Regions from separate parts of the Mus musculus genome. Here regions 1 and 3 are each linked to region 2. Evidence: chromatin contacts called from public HiChIP or PLAC-seq data. All regions are on one chromosome and are shown on one strand. Each heading gives the region's core, a stretch centred on a gene start, on an enhancer-like site or on the middle of the called end of the contact. The rest is flanking DNA. Distances are from core to core; before and after follow the strand shown. Region 1 holds the start of D730003I15Rik (RIKEN cDNA D730003I15 gene). Region 2 holds the start of Vash2 (vasohibin 2). Region 3 overlaps Gm46178 (a long non-coding RNA gene).

What was found. HiChIP or PLAC-seq counts read pairs in DNA pulled down with a chosen protein or histone mark.
Region 1: a contact with region 2 is called in an HNF4G HiChIP or PLAC-seq map of pancreatic cancer cells. The contact joins the promoter of D730003I15Rik here to the promoter of Vash2 in region 2. A contact is called at or near these places in 3 of 484 Hi-C or Micro-C datasets (all in embryonic stem cells), 3 of 115 datasets of contacts at active chromatin or transcription factors (embryonic stem cells, extraembryonic endoderm stem cells and pancreatic cancer cells) and 2 of 9 other capture datasets (adipose tissue and embryonic tail).
Region 3: an HNF4G HiChIP or PLAC-seq map of pancreatic cancer cells shows a contact between it and region 2. The contact joins the enhancer-like site here to the promoter of Vash2 in region 2. A contact is called at or near these places in 1 of 39 promoter capture datasets (hematopoietic stem and progenitor cells), 1 of 484 Hi-C or Micro-C datasets (bone marrow-derived macrophages), 3 of 115 datasets of contacts at active chromatin or transcription factors (the NIH/3T3 cell line, microglia and pancreatic cancer cells) and 3 of 9 other capture datasets (embryonic stem cells, liver and pancreatic islet).

Annotation. Positions count from the first base shown.
Region 1 is chr1:191,222,404-191,225,705 of GRCm38.p6, reverse strand. D730003I15Rik (RIKEN cDNA D730003I15 gene) reads right to left here and starts at 1,252. Exons shown (of 2, transcript NR_151547.1): 1 at 1,164-1,252; 2 at 19-497.
Region 2 is chr1:190,977,324-190,980,854 of GRCm38.p6, reverse strand. It overlaps Vash2 (vasohibin 2), which reads left to right and starts at 1,857. Exons shown (of 8, transcript NM_144879.2): 1 at 1,857-2,149; 2 at 2,268-2,674. The coding sequence starts at 2,399.
Region 3 is chr1:191,124,195-191,127,685 of GRCm38.p6, reverse strand. Gm46178 (a long non-coding RNA gene) reads right to left here. Exons shown (of 3, transcript XR_001779634.1): 2 at 2,914-2,921; 3 at 2,358-2,367. Among named protein-coding and RNA genes, the nearest start is that of Gm46178, 5.0 kb to the right of the region's middle. Within about 2 kb of position 1,560, at least 89 of the 459 cell types and tissues checked have an H3K27ac peak or open chromatin away from gene starts, as enhancers often do. A contact at or near this core is called in bone marrow-derived macrophages, hematopoietic stem and progenitor cells, liver and 2 more, where this site is marked.

The sequences.
Region 1 (3,302 bases), core at 3-2,502, 250 kb before region 2:
AAGAAACTGAAGCACTCAACCATTAGAAACCACTTTTATCATTAAACACTTCAAGTTTCCCAATACCATAAAGGCCAGAGGCTATCATTTTACAGCTTATACAGAGACAACCCATGTGAAACCTGAGGCTCCCTCACTAACAGAATGCAGGTCACTGTGACATGGCAAACAACTCTGTGTGTCAAAAGAACAGCTCACTTTCTGATGACAGGGCTGCGGTGCCAATTTTACAAGGTGCCTGGCATTCATTTCTTCAACACTAAACTTTTATCTGGTTCCTGATCCCACACATTATGGCAAATCTCGAACACCAACCCTCTCTGGTCATCCTCATGTGAGATGGGAGAGAGGGTGGGGGTCAGTGCACCCCCTGTCTTCAAAGTTGAGCTGATGCAAGCAGATGTCTTCCTTTCCAATCTAACCACACATCCTTGACCCGGTTACTCTGGATGACAGACATGTCCTCCTCCACTCCTCACAGACATGCAGGAAACCATCTTGAGTTCAGCAGGGAAGATACAGAGATCGGAAGCCCCTTAGTAAGACCCCGGGCCAGGGTCTCCTCAGCTGGTCGCAGGGTCAGCCACCACGTTTACTCTCGCTCTTCACAAGTTTTCATTACAACCCAACACTACCTAAACTTGAACTCTGATAAGTTTCACCCACCAGGGGACTTTCTAGAACTTGCTTCGGTTGAAAGAGGTGTGGCCCACAGACCCAGATGCCACACCTCTCTGACTGACATCGCTCTGGACCTGCAGTGCAAGGGCTGTCCACACAGTCGGGCTCAGCTGCCCCGGGCTCTGCCGACTGACCCCACGGGTGCACCTACGTGACCCGGAGAGGACACCCCACACAACGCCTCACCTCAGATGAACCTGGCGACCCACTCCTGAGGGGTCCCGTGTCCGAGCTGTGGAGACCTTGTGCAGTCACTTCACGTGACCTGAAGACCCCGCTCACCAAGAGGACCAGGGCTTGCCGCCTCACCTCATGCAACCCCATCCTCGTCGCGAGGGGACCCTTACCCAAACCCATCACGACCCGCCTCACCTCACGTGACTCCGGCCCCCCAGTCCTGAGGGGAACCCCCACCTGAGCATGCCGCCTCACGGAGTCACGTGAGGACCCCACCCGAGCCCGTTGCGACCCCGCCGCCTCACCTCGCACGACCCTGACACCTCAGAGCTAAAATTAGACAGGCGGAGCGGCGCGCTCACGTGCGCGCGGCCCGGAAGGGCGGAGGCCCGACTGCGTGAGTCATCAGCCCCGCCCCTTCACGGAGAACGCTGTGACGTAAGCGCGCTGCCGAGAAGCCGGGATAGAAAGTTCGAGTTTCGCTGTCTTAAAGGGGCCGTAGCTCGCACTGCACCCGTTCGGTCACCTCAAACAAAAAGTATGCTGTCCAGGTCACAGAGCTGACCATCGTCAAGCTCTTAATCATTGCCATAGGGCTGGCTCCAGAATTTTCATTTTTTTCGTGCTAAAGTTTGGCTGACCTAGGGCCCAGCCCTGTGGAGCCTACCCATGAGTTTTCTGGAACTGGAGAGGCTGTGCTTAAGAGACCTGGGCTGGCCCATTAGGGCCAGAGCTGCCCGAGGCAGGCCTTGCTTCTCAGTCCTGAGCCATCCACTGTGGTCACGGTCATGCCAAGAACAGTTTCGGAGAGGTCGCACTGTGGGAAGGGAGCCCAGTGGGACAATGGCAGGTGGTCACAGTCCGTCTTCTGGCTACTCACGCCAGACACACGGGAAGTCCTCAGCGTGGACATTTAGAAGCTAACCATTCCTGTCCTTAGTCTCCATACCTGTGTGACCTGCCCTGTCTCCTGTCCATCATGCTTCTGTGATTTCGGTTTTGCTCCGATACGTGGAGTCTGTGGTCAAACATCTTTGTGCCCACCAGGAGATGGAGAAAGCCCAGGCAGCCCCAGGTGCCCAGGAAAAGACTGCAGGGCAGCCACTTCTTGGTGCAGGCACCTGCAGTGAGCTTTCTTACTTTCATTCAGGGGAGATCACCTGCCTGAGATCTTGTGGCCTGTGAGGAATAGAGGGTCTTAAGCAGTTCGCGTGCACAAGCACATGCACGCGCACACATACAAATTGATAAATCCGGAGGAATTCTAAGTCAGCACATCACAAAGACACCAATACACCCAAGTTTATTGCTGCACTATTCACAATAGCTAAATAAAGAACTAACCCAGATGGCAATCAACAGATACATGGTTAAAGAACATGCGTTCTATATGTATACATGTATGGGATTTTAAAAATTATTTATTTACATGTATGTGGGTGAGTATGGGAGCAAGTGCTACAGTGTATCTGTGGAGATCAGAGAGCAGGTTGGTTCGTTCCTTCCACCAGGTAGGTTGTAGGGAATGAACTCCGGGTCTGAGGATTATTGAAGTCTTTATCTGCTGAGCCATCTTCTGGCCCCAGCAATTGAATTTTGCTAGCAAAGAATGAAAATTGCTGTAGGAAAAATGGATGGAACTGGAAATCATTGTGTTAAGTGACCTAAGCCACACTTGGGGAAAGTATAGCATGCTTTCTGTCATATGCAGAATCTAGATTTAAATCTGTATATGCATGTATATGTGTGACATGAAAGCAGAGAGGACACTATGGAGGCTGGAGACATGGCTCCGCAGTTACAAGAAAGACCTGCTCCTGCAGAGGACTAGAGTCAATTTCCAGCACATTAGCTCCTTACAGATACTAGGGATCCAACACCCTCTGGCCTCTGGAGACACTGCACTCCTGCACATACCTACCTATACGGACATAGACACATATAACCTAAACTTCTAAATCAAAAAGGGGAGGAGCTCGGGATGAAGTGCAGTCAAAGCAGCCGGAGAGGAAAGAAGGCAGAACTGGGTGCAGAAGGAAGGACTGTTTGAGGGGAAGGAGGAGCAGTAAGTGGTATGAGGCTTAGAGGGCAGTCAAGAGGAGAATAAGAAAGTATTAGGGCCTGTGTATAAACACATCACAATGGAACCCATTTCTTTGTATGTTAACAAAAGAAAATAATTAAAAAGGGGGGGGATCAGAAAAACAACTTAAAAAAAAAAAGACCCAGGTAGGGCAATGGGTACGAATGAGCCTGCAAACTGTCAGAGGTCAGATATGTGACATAAAACGTCGTGGCGTGAACATAGGAAGAACTCGAGAAAGGGTTCTGGGGACTGCCATCTCTCCCATCTTCTCTCTTCCACCCAACTTCCAGACAGGTGACCCAGAGGGTGATTTTCCCCACAGAATGGCACTATGAGGTCCACTGCTGTTTTTAAATCT
Region 2 (3,531 bases), core at 608-3,107:
TAGATGTTCCAAAGAAAGTTACATGACCTAAGAGCCAAAGGGGCTCTGGTTTTCCTCACAGAGCAGATGAACTGTGTGTCCTGGGATACACAACTCAGCAAGAGACAAACCTAGACTTATTGGACCTCAGGGTCAGCAGTCTGTGGCTTCTTCCACTTTGGCTTGCTCTTTCTCAAAATAAAAGTAAGAGAGAGAGGAAGTGAGAGAGGGAGGGTGGGATGGAGGAAGCAAGAAGGAAGACACTATCACTAAGAAAAAGGTACTTTGGGCTGGTGAGATGGCTCAGTGGTTACTGGCTGGTCACCAAGCCCGAGGTCCTGAGTTTGACCCCTGGAACCTATGTGGTATAATGAGAGAATGGCCACCAGTACTTTGTCCTCTGATCTCGACACACACACACACACACACACACACACACACACACACTCCACACGTACACCTACATACTTACACACGCTCTCCAAATCCGTACACCTGCACACTTACACACGACAAATGCAAAATGTAAAAGGTTTAAAAATATTTATTTCTAATATTTTTAAATTACATGTCTTTGCATATATGTCAGAGTCAGCACAAACATGAGAGCGCAGGTGCCCAGGAGGCCCAACTTGTGTGATCCTCCTGAAGCTGAGAACGGGTGCTGAACCCAAAGTGCTGGTCTTCCTTAAAGACAGTGATCTTAACTCGCTGAACCCAATACTCCAGCCTCACGTATAAACACACACACACACACACACACACACACACACACACCACACCACACACACACCACACACCACACACACACACACACACACACACACACGGGCTGGGGGGGAGGGAGGGGGAGAGAGAGAGGGAAAGAGAGAGAGAGAGATAGAAGGAAGAAGAAGAAGAAGAAGAAGAAGAAGAAGAAGAAGAAGAAGAAGAAGAAGAAGAAGAAGAAGGGAAGGAAGGAAGGAAGGAAGGAAGGAAGAGGAGGAGGAGGAGGAGGAGGAGGAGGAGGAGGAGGAGGAGGAGGAGAAGACGACAAAGAGGAAGACGACGACAAAGAAGAGGAGGAGAAGCTGTGGGAAGGCCACTCCCTTGGCTTCAAGCATCCCTCTACAGTGACTACAGAACAGAAGGGGCTCGAATTGCCTCTCACAGCAGCTTGGGTTGAAGAACCTTGTTATCCACATCTACTAATAGAGGATTCAGGGCTGTACACACTTGTTAATCTGGGGAGAAACTTGTAATGGAGAATTTAAATAAGTATTAAAGTTGGCCTTTCCTAGAGCCACCCAGAGCCCTGTGTAGTCACTGTGCCCAGCTCCTCGACCAACACTGCTCCACCAGGCCCACTACTTCCTTATCTCATCTCCGGAGCTTAGCTGCTGCGCCTCTGCCCGAGGGAAACTGGATCTTAGTCCCTGGACAGTCGCTCCAGCTCCGCGGGGCTCCCAGGATACTGCAGCATCGGATTTCGCGTGGCAGCCCAGCTTCCCTAACTCGTATCCCCTCCCGCCCGGGAACCCTGGAACCAATCGCAGAGACGCAGAGCTCCGGGTTGTAGAGTCCCAAGCTCGGGACCCGCCCCTCTTTGTTGCGGTGTCCAATGGCCGCATTCGGAACATCGGCGGCTGCCCGGGTGACTCAGTTATATGTCACAGAATAACATTCGAGAATGGGACATGGAATGAGGCGACGACCGCCTCAACCCCAACAGCCTTCTGCAGCAATGAGGCCGGCCCGAGGTGGGTCCCCGGGCCCCGCGCGCGTCGTGGCGGCCCGCAGCTGCCACTCGCGGTGCCCGCGCGGGACCCGCGGGAAGGGGGCGGCGCTGCGCTTGCCCGGGAACCCCGGCTGGAGCCGCCCCTCTCGCGCCAGGGTTCGGGGGGCTTCCGGGAAGACGCCAGGCCTCCCTAACAAGCAGAGGCTGCTGCGGCTCCCTCGCGCCAACCCCGGGCGCTCACGTGCCCGCTCGCTGTGGGACCGTGGCAGTCCACCACATCTGGGGACCCAGGGATGCGTGAAGCTGGAGGGGACCCTCGAGTCTTCTTGCTACACAGCTGTCTTGCTTTTTCCTACCCCGTCCCCTCCTCACCCCGCGCTCCTTGCATGCCTCCCCATCCCCGAGTGCAGCTGGGTGTGAGGCTTCGTGGCGTCTTTCCAGCCGCCTTGCTAGGTAATCGGCGGGGCTGGAAGCTCGCGTTAGTCCTGAAGGGTGGGTCTGGGGCAGCGAGGCGGGAACCCCCATGCCTGTCTTATTGAGCTGCAGTGTCTGCTGTTTCCACTGCTTTCAGGCCCGGTCGGTGAGCGGGGTTCCCTTCGTGTGTCCTACGGCCGCGAGAGTTAAAGGCCACCCCAACCTCCCGCGGGGCCCTGATCCCCGGCGTGCCGGCGTCCTCCGCCCCCTTGCCGTGTGCCCCTCATCATGACCGGCTCTGCCGCCGACACTCACCGCTGCCCCCACCCCAAAATCACCAAAGGCACCCGATCCCGGAGCAGCCACGCGCGGCCCGTGAGCCTCGCCACCAGCGGGGGCTCCGAGGAGGAGGACAAAGACGGCGGGGTGCTGTTCCACGTGAACAAGAGCGGGTTCCCGATCGATAGCCACACCTGGGAGCGGATGTGGCTGCACGTTGCCAAGGTCCACCCCAGAGGGGGAGAGATGGTAGGCGCCATCAGAAACGCTGCCTTCCTGGCTAAGGTCAGTGGCTTCGCTGGAAAGGGTGGGATGGGATGGGCGGGTTGGCAGGGATGGGACCTGCTCAGCCCATCCTTGGCAGGGCAGGGAGAAGAGACCTCGTGTCCAGCTACTGAGTCCTGTTCTGCTGCCAAGAGGAGCAGGCAGGGGGCTTGCTGGCTAAGCTCTGAGGTTGGGCTGAGCCAAATCCATTATGTATTCAGCTCCTGTAATATCTTCATCAAAAGCTAATGTCACCAGGTCAACACCAACCACTCCAAGAAAGCATAGAACCCCAGGGTCCACCCTATCTGCCCTCCGTGAGTGTTTTACCTCCCCCCCCACCCCCAGGTCTCCCTAGCAAATGACTTATGGAGTGAATTTGTAATCAATCAGCCAGACTTCTCAGTGTGAATCATTCCTAGAGTTTTTGCTAACCATCTTCATCTTCATCATCACACTCTTCCTATCCTTTTATGACAGTGATTTTTGATTTTTACCTCTGAAGCTTACAGAGAACAGTGACCTGTCCCTTACCAGCTTAATCTGGCGCCAATGAAGCATTTGGCTGTGGCTTAAAGGGACTTTCCAGGACACTGGATGAATTAGTCTCTGGAGTAAAGGGAGACACCAAGTGACCCTCTCTTTTTTACTCGGGAGAGCAGCCAGGGAGCAACTGAGCTCAGTGGCCAAGGATATGGTTACAGAGAGACATGTTCTCTGGTGGGAGTGTCGTGTTATATAAAATGAAAACCTGGAGTGTGGCCATGGAGGTGGCTTCCCTGGACCCCAGGGATCCCGTTTGCTGAGCAGGACTCCTGAGAGGTGCAGGAATCACATATCCCAGAGACATGGCAGCAGTCAGTCCCGGTCCTGGCTGG
Region 3 (3,491 bases), core at 311-2,810, 150 kb before region 2:
ATTGTGACTAGGGTGTGAAATCCTTACCTGACATTAGCTGACTCTAGGCAGGGCTGTTTTATCTTTACTGTAAACATTACCTGGTTCCTGTCAGTCCTTTGTAGGCATTCCTCTGTTTTGTGTCAGATACTTTAATGTACCTTGCCTGCTGTGACACCTTACTCCTTTGTTTCCTGTATTATAGATTGGTGTTTGCTTTGTGAAAAATTACATCCAGATACAACACTCCCTTGTGTCTGTGTCCATTTGGCACCCTTTTCTCACCAACTCCATGCCCACCTGCTGGAACCCCTAATTTCTGCGGATTGAGAGAGGCCGACTGAGCCCGGTCTGTGGCAGTTAAGAGTACTTGGTGTTCTTGCAGAGGAATCAGGTTTGATTCCCAGGGCCCACATGTTGGCTTACAGCCAGTCATAGTTTCAGTTTTAGGGGATCAAGACTTTCTTCTGACCATCTCAGGCACCATGTACACATGTGTGCATGATACACAGACATATACATAGGCAGAACACTTATGCACATAAGATAAATATAAATTTAAAAATTATTCTTTTACAATATCATACATGTATGTAACTCACTATGCAGACCATGCTGGTCTGGAATTCAGAGATCCACCTGTCTGTGCCTGCCCGTGCTGAGATTAAAGGTATACACCAGGCCAGCCTCTTTGTCCTCTTATCTCCCTCCCATGCCTGCTGTGCTTGGTTTTATGGGTATTCTTTAAATATATTTATTTTTTACTTTATGTGTATGAGTGTTTGCCTGAATGTATGTCTATGTACCACATGCATGCAGGTGCCTGCAGAGGCCAGACGAAGGCATTGGATCCACAGAGGCTAGACTTACAGATGGTTGTGAGCCACCGTATGGATGCTGAGAAACCAGACAGTGCACTTAACCACTGAGCTATCTCTCCAGTCCCTGGTTTTCAGGGGTTGTTGTTGTTGATGGTGGTGGTAGTGGTGGTGGTTGGTTGTTTGGGTTTTGGGGGCGGGGCAGGGTCTCATTATGTGGCTGGGCAGGCCTGGAACTAAGTATGATCCTCCTGCCTCAGCCTCTGGAGTGTTGAGATTATATAACACCAAGCTATTTAGATATGACAAATATTTAGATCTGCGATTGTCTGTTAAACTGAAAAGTAAGATGTCTTTGCTTCTTTGCAATAGTCTCAGGGCCTCCATCACCTGTGGAACACGAGTTTCGCAGCTGTCCACCCGCGGTAATTACTGAGTGATGACATCACCAAGGATTTTGCATTCCTAAGGTTGCAAGTATTTTTGCAGACTGTGCTTTGCAGTAAACCTGCCTCAGGGCCTTACTGTAACACTCTTCACAAATGATCACCCTGAGGCCTGGGCAGGTCAGAGGCCACGACTCACAAACAGGGCTCTGGCTCACAGCTCTATACCTGTTCGAGGCCGGAGGGTGTGGGGGACAGGAGTTCACAAAGCCAACCCAGGAGGCTTGGGACTGGGGCACCCAAGCCACACACCCTCTGGGCTCTGGCTGGGTTAGGTTTGTCCGCCGGTAGCCACCAGGGGCCGCTGCGATGCCAGAGACTCTCGGGTGCGGTCTACGCTTGATCTCCGACCCAGCCTCACCTCTAGGACCGGGGAGCTTGTAGACGGGGCGAGAGCTTGGAAACCGCTGTTCCATTCCCCGCGGACGCGCCCTCTAGGCCCGTGCTGGTGCAGACCTCAGCCGCAGCGCAAGCCCCGGTCCAGGCAGACTTCTCGACACTCGGGGAGTCGGGGTACTGCGCCTCGAAGTAGGGGTGCTGCGCCCGGGGCAGAGCTCCTTCCTCTTTCCCAGTCGCAGCCTCCATGTGTGGGCTCGCTCGAATCTCTGTGGGTTTTAAATGTTACACAATTCCACAGAAGAAGAAACTCTGCCACAAGGCCCGGCACATCTACCTTCAAATAGGATGCATTAGAAGAAATGGGCTAAAGATTATTTTTAGAGAACTTGAGCATGCATGAAGCCCCGGGTTTCACCCCCTCTATATCCAAACAAACAAGCAAATAAGAGTAAAGCTTTGAGCCTGCTGCCTTTTCTCCCAAAGTCCTTTTCCATCCTGGCGCTCGGTCTTTAGAGTGCAGTGTTGGCCCATAAGCCTTTCTTGTCTCCTGCTTTCATCTTGCAGTGATGTGCAAGGGCACTCTCCCTGCTTCCCTGCTGAAGGCAGTTCTGGAAAGAGCACTGCAACACCCCTCCCCGTGTAGGGGGGAGGAGAACACAGACAGATTCGGGGTGAGGGTTAAAACATCAGGTTTTGTTCCCGCTTAGCACAGGAGATACTGCGCTCCTGTAAACGCAGTTTGCACAGAACAGAACTCAGTTTATGATAGTGTGGGACTCTCATCTCTGCTGTGTAGGGGGTCCCACAGGGAAAGCGAAGATGCACATGGTTGCGTGGGAGAACGTGTGTGTGCGCTTGTGTGTGTATGCTTGTATGTGTTTGCTTGTGTGAGTGTGCTTGTGTGTGCTATGTGATTGCAGATGTGCATGCATGCATGGGTGTGCATGGGTGTGTGCCTGTGTCTGTGTGCTATGTGATTACGGATTCACATGGGTGTATGAGTGAGCACGTGTATGTGCATGTGTATATGTGTGTGCTATTTGATTGCAGATGCACGTGGGTGTGTTATGTGCCTGTGTGTGTGTTAAGTGACTGAAGATGCACGTGGGTGTGTGGGTGGGCATGTGGATGTGCGTGGGGGTGTGCACTAGTGTGTGTGCTATGTGACTGCAGATGCACTTGGGTATGGATGCATGCAGAAGCCAGAGATCAACTTTGGTTGTCATCTTCAGATACCGTCCAGCCTTTTTTGTTTTTTGTTTTTTTAAGACAGAATCTCCAGCTGGATCCCAAGAGACTGTACTGGTTGGTCAGCTAGCTCTGGGGCCCACCTCTTCCACTTCCACTGCACTAGGAATGCAAGCTCCCCACTGCACTAGTGTCTCTTCCACCCTCAGCAACCCTGTTTTGCACTACCCTGAGTCTAGCTTGCAATGTACAATTGTGCTGTGTATGGTGACCAGTCAGCTGACACACTGGCTCTCATGCTCTATCAATTTGAACCTCAATCGGGTCTTAAAGGTAGCTGCCATCTGTCACACTGGATTCTGTCAGAGGGCTATGCTGAAGCTCATTATAAAGCCAACCACATATGCAAATGAGCGTTGGAGGTGTGAGGCCACCTTTGGGTAGAAAGTGCCTCTGGTTTGTCTAGTGAGGCTTCCTGGTGGTCAGATGAGGAGCTCAAGCCTTCGATGCTGCTGCCTTTTAACAGAGTGGGGGATGGAGAGTGTGGTTTCAGGCTCACCCTTTACTGGTTCGGGTCTTCACTTGAGTCATCCCAGAATTCCCCTGACAGCCACTGGGAACATTCCAGAGTGTGACATCTCTAGGAAACAAGTTCAGTTCCTGGAAATGTCACCCCACCATGTCTTTCTTAGAAACCCTACATGGCAGCAGCTGGGATGAA